Regions from separate parts of the Manis pentadactyla genome. Here region 1 is linked to region 2. A link is a contact called in public Hi-C data. All regions are on one chromosome and are shown on one strand. The core of a region is the stretch at or near the end of the contact, and the rest is flanking DNA. Distances in the headings are between cores, read along the strand shown. Region 1 holds the start of IMP3 (IMP U3 small nucleolar ribonucleoprotein 3). Region 2 holds the start of MAN2C1 (mannosidase alpha class 2C member 1).

Evidence for each region. Hi-C and Micro-C count contacts between places; a contact is called where the count stands out from the background.
Region 1: a contact with region 2 is called in a Hi-C map of blood, with 3 times the contacts expected there. The contact joins the promoter of IMP3 here to the promoter of MAN2C1 in region 2. A contact is called at or near these places in 2 of 3 Hi-C or Micro-C datasets (blood and skin fibroblasts).

The regions. Positions count from the first base shown.
Region 1 is chr11:122,524,644-122,528,380 of mManPen7.hap1, forward strand. It overlaps IMP3 (IMP U3 small nucleolar ribonucleoprotein 3), which reads right to left and starts at 1,810. Exons shown (of 1, transcript XM_036907635.2): 1 at 592-1,810. The coding sequence starts at 1,669. The coding sequence ends at 1,115.
Region 2 is chr11:122,276,962-122,281,057 of mManPen7.hap1, forward strand. It overlaps MAN2C1 (mannosidase alpha class 2C member 1), which reads right to left and starts at 1,760. Exons shown (of 26, transcript XM_036907651.2): 1 at 1,570-1,760; 2 at 1,180-1,305; 3 at 621-744. The coding sequence starts at 1,670. It overlaps SIN3A (SIN3 transcription regulator family member A), which reads right to left. Exons shown (of 21, transcript XM_036907639.2): 21 at 3,521-4,096.

The sequences.
Region 1 (3,737 bases), core at 560-3,059, 250 kb after region 2:
CTAATAAACATAATGTACTTAAAACTATGCCCAACATACAGTAGTGGCATTTACCACCATTCCCAGTGTTACCTTCCCTTCACTGTTTCTTCAGCAAATGCTGCCTTTCACCTTAGCAAATGAAGACACATGTAAAAGCCAATCCATTGGTCTTGGCAGTCTATTTATTCTTCTTGTATAAGTATTTGCTATAATGAGGTAGTTTCCCCACTCTCCCTCCCAGTTCTCTACCGCTCCTAAAAACATCTTAAGTCTCCAGGAACCTCCTGGGTCACTTCTAACCACTAGATGGCCGAGCTGTAGGGTGATTATTTCCTTAGGCAAGCAAACATTTGAGCCTCTAATACGGTATTTCCTGGGGCTGGAATATCAACAGGAAATTCTGTGGGAAAGAGCTCTGCCAAAACACTCATTCCAAGGAAGGGAATGGTAAACTGATCAATTTGCCTAGGCCTGTGCTACATCCTGTAACCTCCACATGCAGTCGGGCTGCAGGCTCACCCACAGGCAGGTCGCTCTGACCAGTCCTCTGGGTTACTGAGCCAAGGAGCCCAGATGTGACCTTCTGTGAGAGAACCAGACATACAAAAATTCGCACTTCCAAAGCAGCTGGGCCATTTATTGGCATTTGGAAAACACTTCTTTAAACGAGGGGGAGGGGGACCCTTGAGACTCAAGTCTCACCCATTTTCATGAAAACTTGCGACCTAACTCTCCATCATCTGTACACAGCTTAATCATGAACAGGAGCCAAGTATTCATGTTAAATAACCTGAACCAAACGTCCCACCACAAAATAATAAAGGCAAAGCTGCGGGGAGGGCAGGGGCGCAACGTCCGCGCCCTACACTGCCATGTTTCAAACACAAAAGAACCTAACAATTCCTCAGTGTAGAACAAAACCGCTTCCCACTGTCTCTTCAGGCAGTCATTTAGTTATCAACAGTCCAAGAGGTAAGAAAATTTCGGGGGGGACAGGGGCGTACCCTTCGGCTCTGTGCGTGGACTTGCAGCCGAGGGGCCAAGTCCTTTCCTGGGGAGAGCGCCCTGAGAATCCCACGCATCAGGTCTCGGCTTTCCGTCTATAAAATGCAGCCGTGGGGGGCAACGCCCACTAGGCCTCCAGGTCGAAGTCGTCGCGCTCCTCGTTGTACTCCAGCACGTGCCGCTTGATCTTGGACGAGTCAACCCAGGTGACGTAGTCCTCCATGCTGCGCGTGACAAGGAAGGCGGGGTCGGTGACCACGTCCGGGCCCACGCGCACGTGGCCCTGCTCCACGAAAGCCACGGCGGCCTGGAGGTGCTGCGCCATGCGCAGTTTAAGGAGCACGGTGGGCAGGCGGCGGCGGCAGAAAGATGAGGCCGTGACGAAGTCGCAAAGCTCCAGCGAGCCGCGCGTGGGCACCAGGCCGAGGGCATACAGCTTGTCCAGCAGCGCGGCCGAAGCGCGCACACGAAACGGGTCTCTCTCGGGCAGGTCGCGCAGGCGCCGCGCCAGCTCACGCACGGCACGGCTCAACTGGTTGTAGCGCGTGTAGTCCTCGCGCCGCTGCAGCCGATAACGCCGCAACACGCGCAGCTCGTGCAGATTGTGGTCGGTGACCTCCCAGTTCAGGAAGTCCACCTGCTTCAGCAGCTTCTGCTCGTGGAACTTAAGCTTCCGCACCATGATGGCGACTCCGGGTGCCTCAAGGCTGGAGGCTGAGGGCGCCTTTCCCAGCCGGGGAGACTTCCGCCCCAGCGCCCGAGGGCCCGGGGAACCCTGGGCCAATGAAAGAGAGGCCCAGTGCCACGCCCTCGATCTCCATTGGTCAGAGTGGGGTTTCGCTTCACATCTGTATCTCGCGTTTCTTCTCTTCACATTCGCGAGGGGAGGAGCATCTGAGGCGCCTGAGGGGGGCGGGGCCCGAGGGGCGGGGCCCGAGGCAAGTCTGCGCGGACCTTACTTTGCAATACCTTCCTGGTCTGATCATGCCTCTAGTTCATCGTTTTTCTGCCTTTCAAGGACTCTCAGAAGAGTCTCCCCGACAGGAACTAAAGAGGCCCGTTCCGGGCAGGAGGGGTGACCGCCGCGCTGGTTTGATTGGGTTTACTGTGTTGACTGACCGTTGGGAGCCTCCCATTTCGTGGGGAGCCGCCTCGAGCTGGGGGTCCCCGCCGCTCGCCAGCGCAGGGCTTCCGCCAGGCGGGCGAACGGTTCCCCCCTGCCAAGTGGGGCTGGGCGCCGCCGAACCTATGAAATACTGATTCCCGGGCCACTTCCTTCACTCAAAGGGACTCGGGGTCTACACGGGAGCCACCTGAAACCTGTATTGCTAACAAGAACGCCAGGTGATTCATAAAACCCAGCAAGTGCGAGAAACTGGGATATCAAGTGCAAGTCCTGATCCTTAGTCTGAGCTCAAACGAATCAGCCTGACAGGGTGGATTTCTGGTCATCGAGTATTGAGTTCACAAATTTCACGTGGTGTCGGCTAGTTGTATCTATAAATTATACCTGAGTGCAGTGATACAGGGCTCTCGCCTCTCTATTTGCCCAGGCCTTTGACGCCACCTAGCTTCTTGTCTGATCATTTTGTTTTATTTCTGTATACATTTCATTGTCTTTTTAAATATAATACTTGCTATATGGAAAATAATGTAAGTAGCATATGTTAATTATAAAGTATAATGAATACTTATGAACTGAATAGGCAGTTTATGAAAACGTCATAAGGACATTTCAACTACCTATTCCAGCCGCCTTCCAGTCAGAGGTAAAGTACCTACTCTCCTAAATTTTATATTTACTTTTCCCTTTTGTTTCAAAAGAAAAATAGTTTTATCATTAAACATGCATCCCTAAATATATTGAGAACCTTCTAACTCAAAGTATAGCCTTACTCAAAGCAGAGAGCTTGTTGGAAATGCAGAATTTCAGGCTCCATTCCTGACCTACAGATAGAGAATCTGCATTTAACAAGATCCCCAGGTAATGTGTATATACACTGGCATTTGAGAAGTGTTGCTTAGAAAAGATCACACCATATGGGGTTTATTATATGTAGCTGTAGTTTTTTTTTATTACTGCATAATATTCCATCATTTGGCTCTATCCAAGTTATTAATCATTTTTCCTGTTGGAATTTTTTGGAAGGAACTATTTTTAGCAGTGCTACTGACATTCTTATAGGTCTCCTGTTGGATTAAGCAGTGGCTTCTGGTATACCTCTTGGAACAGAATTGCTGAGTTGTAAAGTATGTGCATGTTCACCCTTACTAGATATTGCTAAATTGTTTTCCAAAGGGGTTGTGCCAATTTATACTCCTCTGGCAGTGCATGAGAATTACTCCCTTTGCTCCTCATTCTCACCAATGCTGTTTGTTCATTTTTTTTAAAGATGTTTGCCAATCTGGTGAGTGTGTGATAGTATTTCATTGTGATTTTAATTTGCATTTCTCTTATAAATAAAGGTTTCATACGTGTTTCCTCCTCTATGTAATGCATCTTCATGTCTTTTGTTTATTTTTCTATTGGATTGTGAGGTAAGTGGAATAATGGCCCACCAAAGACTTCCACCCAGAACCTGTTAATATGTTACCTCACATGACAAAAGGGGTTTGGCAAATGTGATTAATATAGGGATCTTGAGATGGTGAGATTATTCTGGATTATCTGGATCAGTCCCATGTAATCACAAGGGGCTTTATAAGTAAAAGAGGGAGTTGGAAGAGTCAGAGGTGATGGGATGATGAAA
Region 2 (4,096 bases), core at 510-3,009:
CAGGTGGATTGGAAGCCGTGTGAACCTGAGTTAAGTGAACTAACCTCTGTATATCTGTTTCTTAACCTGTAATTGAGCATAAAGACTCACCACATAGGATTATAAAGATTAAATCTGATATGGTTGGATGCATAAACAAGACAATAGTTGTTATATTTGGGGAACTGGGATGGGGTTGTAGGGAGAGATCCATTACTTCAGAGGAAGAAGACCTAAATTTTTACTTTTTACTATCCAGAGCTGTTTGAAAGCATATATTACATAAAAGCAGACAATATGGTTTGCAAAGCCACTAGTCTGGCACCTGGCACCTACTAGAGGCCTAATAAATGGATCTGCTATACTTAGTGTTCTTGTACTTGATTAGAAACTATTTTCAGTCCAAATAGGGAGGTGGTCAGTTAGAGGCAGTGTTGGTTTAGCACTATTTGTGTTTGGACCCAGAACCTCGCCATTCAATTTCCCAGTATGAGAAGGACCAACACACAGGGGCCTAAGCAGCAACTTCTCCAGTCCTGAAATCCTGATGCCACACTGCAGGCAGAGCCACTCAGCTGTGGCTTCTCCAGAGACCAAGGCTGACATATGGTCATACCTGTCCCTAAGGCAGGGCACCTCACCTGGACAGGTTCCCCATCACGCCACACCAGACCTTCTCCATCACTTTCCCAGCGCAGATGAACTTCCTGATCCACCCATGCCTCTGGGATAGTCAGCTCAACCCGGAACCAACAGGTCCACCATCTGCAAGAGAGGCACTGAGATGGGCCCGGGGTGGAAGTCATCCTCGACATTCTTCCTTGGCTTCAGGGTCAGCAGGGGCTTGAGACTTTCTCCGAGTATCTGCAGTATCAGTCACATGATATTCTGCTTTGATCCACAAGAACAGAACAACAGGGTGTGAAGCAAGGTGGGGGAAAGAAGCAGAATCAAGGGTCTGTGCCCCTTCCCTAGGGTGCCCTCCCTTAAGGGGTGTCCAGGGACTGGGAGGATAAAATGAAAACTTCCCCACGAGTACTGAGACCAGGGAGCTGCTCCCAGCAGAGGGTGCTGCTCCGCCGCAAGAGGCTGTCTAGGGCAGAGGTCTGGCAACGGAGGTGTGGCCCTAAGAAGTCAGCGGGCCAAGAAGGGACCCTACCCTTCCGCCCGCCGTCCCGCCCTGCTCCGGGTGTTACCCACGTGGGCCCGAAGCTGTCGCCGACGTGTGCGGGGCGGAAGTCCTGCCGGACTGCCTCTTGGTAGGGGAGCCTCTCGGGCGTCAGGAAGCTGGAGAGCGCGGCCACCGGGCAGCTGTCCCCGAAGAGCCTGGGAGAGAGGGGCCTGTGGGCACGCGCTCTAGGCCATCCCCTTTCCGCCGTGGACCAGCCGCCGGATGGAGACGCGCGTCCTCCCGATCCACTGCCCCACACAGCACAGCCCTCCTCGACCCCTTCCTCCCGGGTTCCTGCCCCGTCCGCGCCGGGCACTTTGTCTTTCGGCCCTGGTGGCCGAAGCCTCGGTTTCCCTCCGGAAGGGAAGGCGGAGGAGCACGGATGCGGCCGACTGGCGCCCAGGGCGAGGGGACCCCACCTGCCGCGGAGGTTACAGTCGGTAAAGTAGAGCGGCGAGACGAATTTCTCCACCCGCTCCAGGGTAGTGCGCCAGTGCTTCAGGGCCGGCGCCGCCGCCATCGCCACGCGCCCGCCCCGTTCTCCGGAAGCTCCTGGAGCTGCCGCAGCGGCCCAGGGCCTGCAACCAAAGGTTCCGGCTTTCAAGGGCGCCTTCCGCCCCGGGGAGCTTTCCTGGGAACACCGGCAGCTCTCGGAAGCCCGGCCGCTCTGGACTTCTGAGCTGGGACACTGGAAGTTGAAAACCGCGCTTCCGGGGCGGCTTCCCTGTATCTTCTCCCAGCTAGTAGGCCACCGGGCAAATCCCTAAATATAATGGCAAGTTTGATGCCCAGATTCTCCCAATGTCTCAGGAGACGGGGAACCATTAGGCATGATAGGCGAAAGCCTCGGCTGCCGCCACGCTTGTCATCAAGCTTCAGAAGCAAGCGGTAACCCCCTTGCTCCCCAGTCTGTTTCACCTGTGGCTCTGGTTATCTGAAAAACCTGCCTTCTTAACATATAAAGAACGGGCGCCAGGGATAGGGGCTTTCAAGGTGATGGGTGGTCACAGAGTTGAGAGGGGTTTGCTACCCCAGTAGTAACCTGTTTCCTCTACTACATATTATATGTAGGTGGGCAACTGTTGCCCATCACCAGAAACTGCAAATATTTTGATTTGAGATGGCAGATCAGAGTCAAAACATTCAAGATCCTAATGGAAGAATGTATTTTACCACACAGAGACTGAAAGCCCTAATTCCAGAAACACCTCCAATTTCATCCTGTTACCCTAGCTGTACTCTGAACATAACCCTGTGCAGGGACAGCAACAGCTGGGGCCGCCCTGGTAAGGCCCCATCAATTTTCCCCATAATTCCAAGTCAACATGATCTTTCTTGAGCAGAGAGTTATTGCTGGGAAGACATGAATTATCTTCCCCAACCCCAATATGTATCACTCCACCTCCAAATCAGGGACTGCCCCCCAGCTTTGCCCTAAATCTTCCACAAGGCTATTTTGCCAACATACACTTTTGGGCTCAGTCTCCGGTCCGTGACAACAGAACAGTCTAAAATTGGAGAAGTCTACAGTGTTTCGAAAATCTACAAGCCAGAAAATTTTGTGGGTTTTGGGGATTTTTAATTAAAAAGCAAAACCACATAAAACACTGTTGGTTACTTTGTAACTATTACTAGGGTAATGGTTGCTGGAGAAAAATCCACCAGAACACTGGGAGGGTTTAGATGGTCTTTGTTCAAAGCCCAGAATGACTACATATAAATACCTAGTCACTCCTGTTTAACTGTCTGCCAGTCTGTTTACGATATAAAAAAATATATATATATTCTATTTATAGTTGCTAATGAAATGTATCAAATCTTCTCCCTCCCAACCCCAATTATACCACATGCCTTGTATATTACTGCTTTCAAATACTGGTTTGGTATTTGTTTGCCTTAATTTCCTATAAGGTTAAGAAAAAATAGAGAATACAAACTATATAGCCAGACAACTTACCCAAATATGAAATATTTCCAAACAGTTTAAATAAGGAGAAAAAACATGTACTAAAATAAGTTTCCTACTTTCAAAGTTTGGAATATTTTCATTTGGGCCAAGTCTGATTGACTATTAGCTACATAAAGTAAAATCCTATTTGCACAATGGATAAGGAGCTGAAGCCCAAACCTCTGCTTCACAACAGTTCTCTGGTGAGGACAAGGGACTTGGGTTGAGAATTTATTCCTTAAGAACCAAGCTTTATTTATTTACAAAAAAAATGTTGGGGCAAGGGGGAAGACAAGTTTTACACAAAAGTACTACAACAGTAACTCCCTTTGGTAAAAAGTGTAATAAATGTCTTGTACATCTGTTCATAGGTCCTAAATCTGAAGCCACATAGAACTATGGTACACAAGAAGCTAGAGCAGTTATGCTAGCACATCAAAGCATATTTCTTTTAATAAAAAATTGACAGTATGTACATTATTTACACACAAAAAAGGAAAACCAAGTTAAAATGTGTGTGTGTGTGTGTGTGAGAGAGAGAGTAAAGCTGGTGGATGGCACTAGGGTAGACTAGTTAAGAAGCAGGTACAAAACAGTTCCACGGGAGCTAAAAAGGACAACTGAATTGAACTTGTTGAGGTTGAGAACCAGAGGACAGAGGAAGGGTAGGCAGCAAGGGATTCGTCAGATATCAAATCCACAAGATGATCAATCCCAAAGCCAACTGCACTTCCCACATAAAAACTAATGGGTATCTAGATGTACTCGAGTGACCAGGAAAAAAAATGTAATAAAATCCAGTTGTTTTTTTCCTTTTGTGGGGAGAGGAAAGGTGCAGTGACCATCAGAGTTACAATCCATCTGAGTATGGAGTCCTTCCCCAGTCTGTTCGTCAATGCATACCCATCCAGTCAAGATGTGCACAGCATCTGGTTCCCCAGGCCCCAGGAGACTCCAGTCTTACCTCTGTTGGTATATGCAAGCAAGCTGCACGTCTC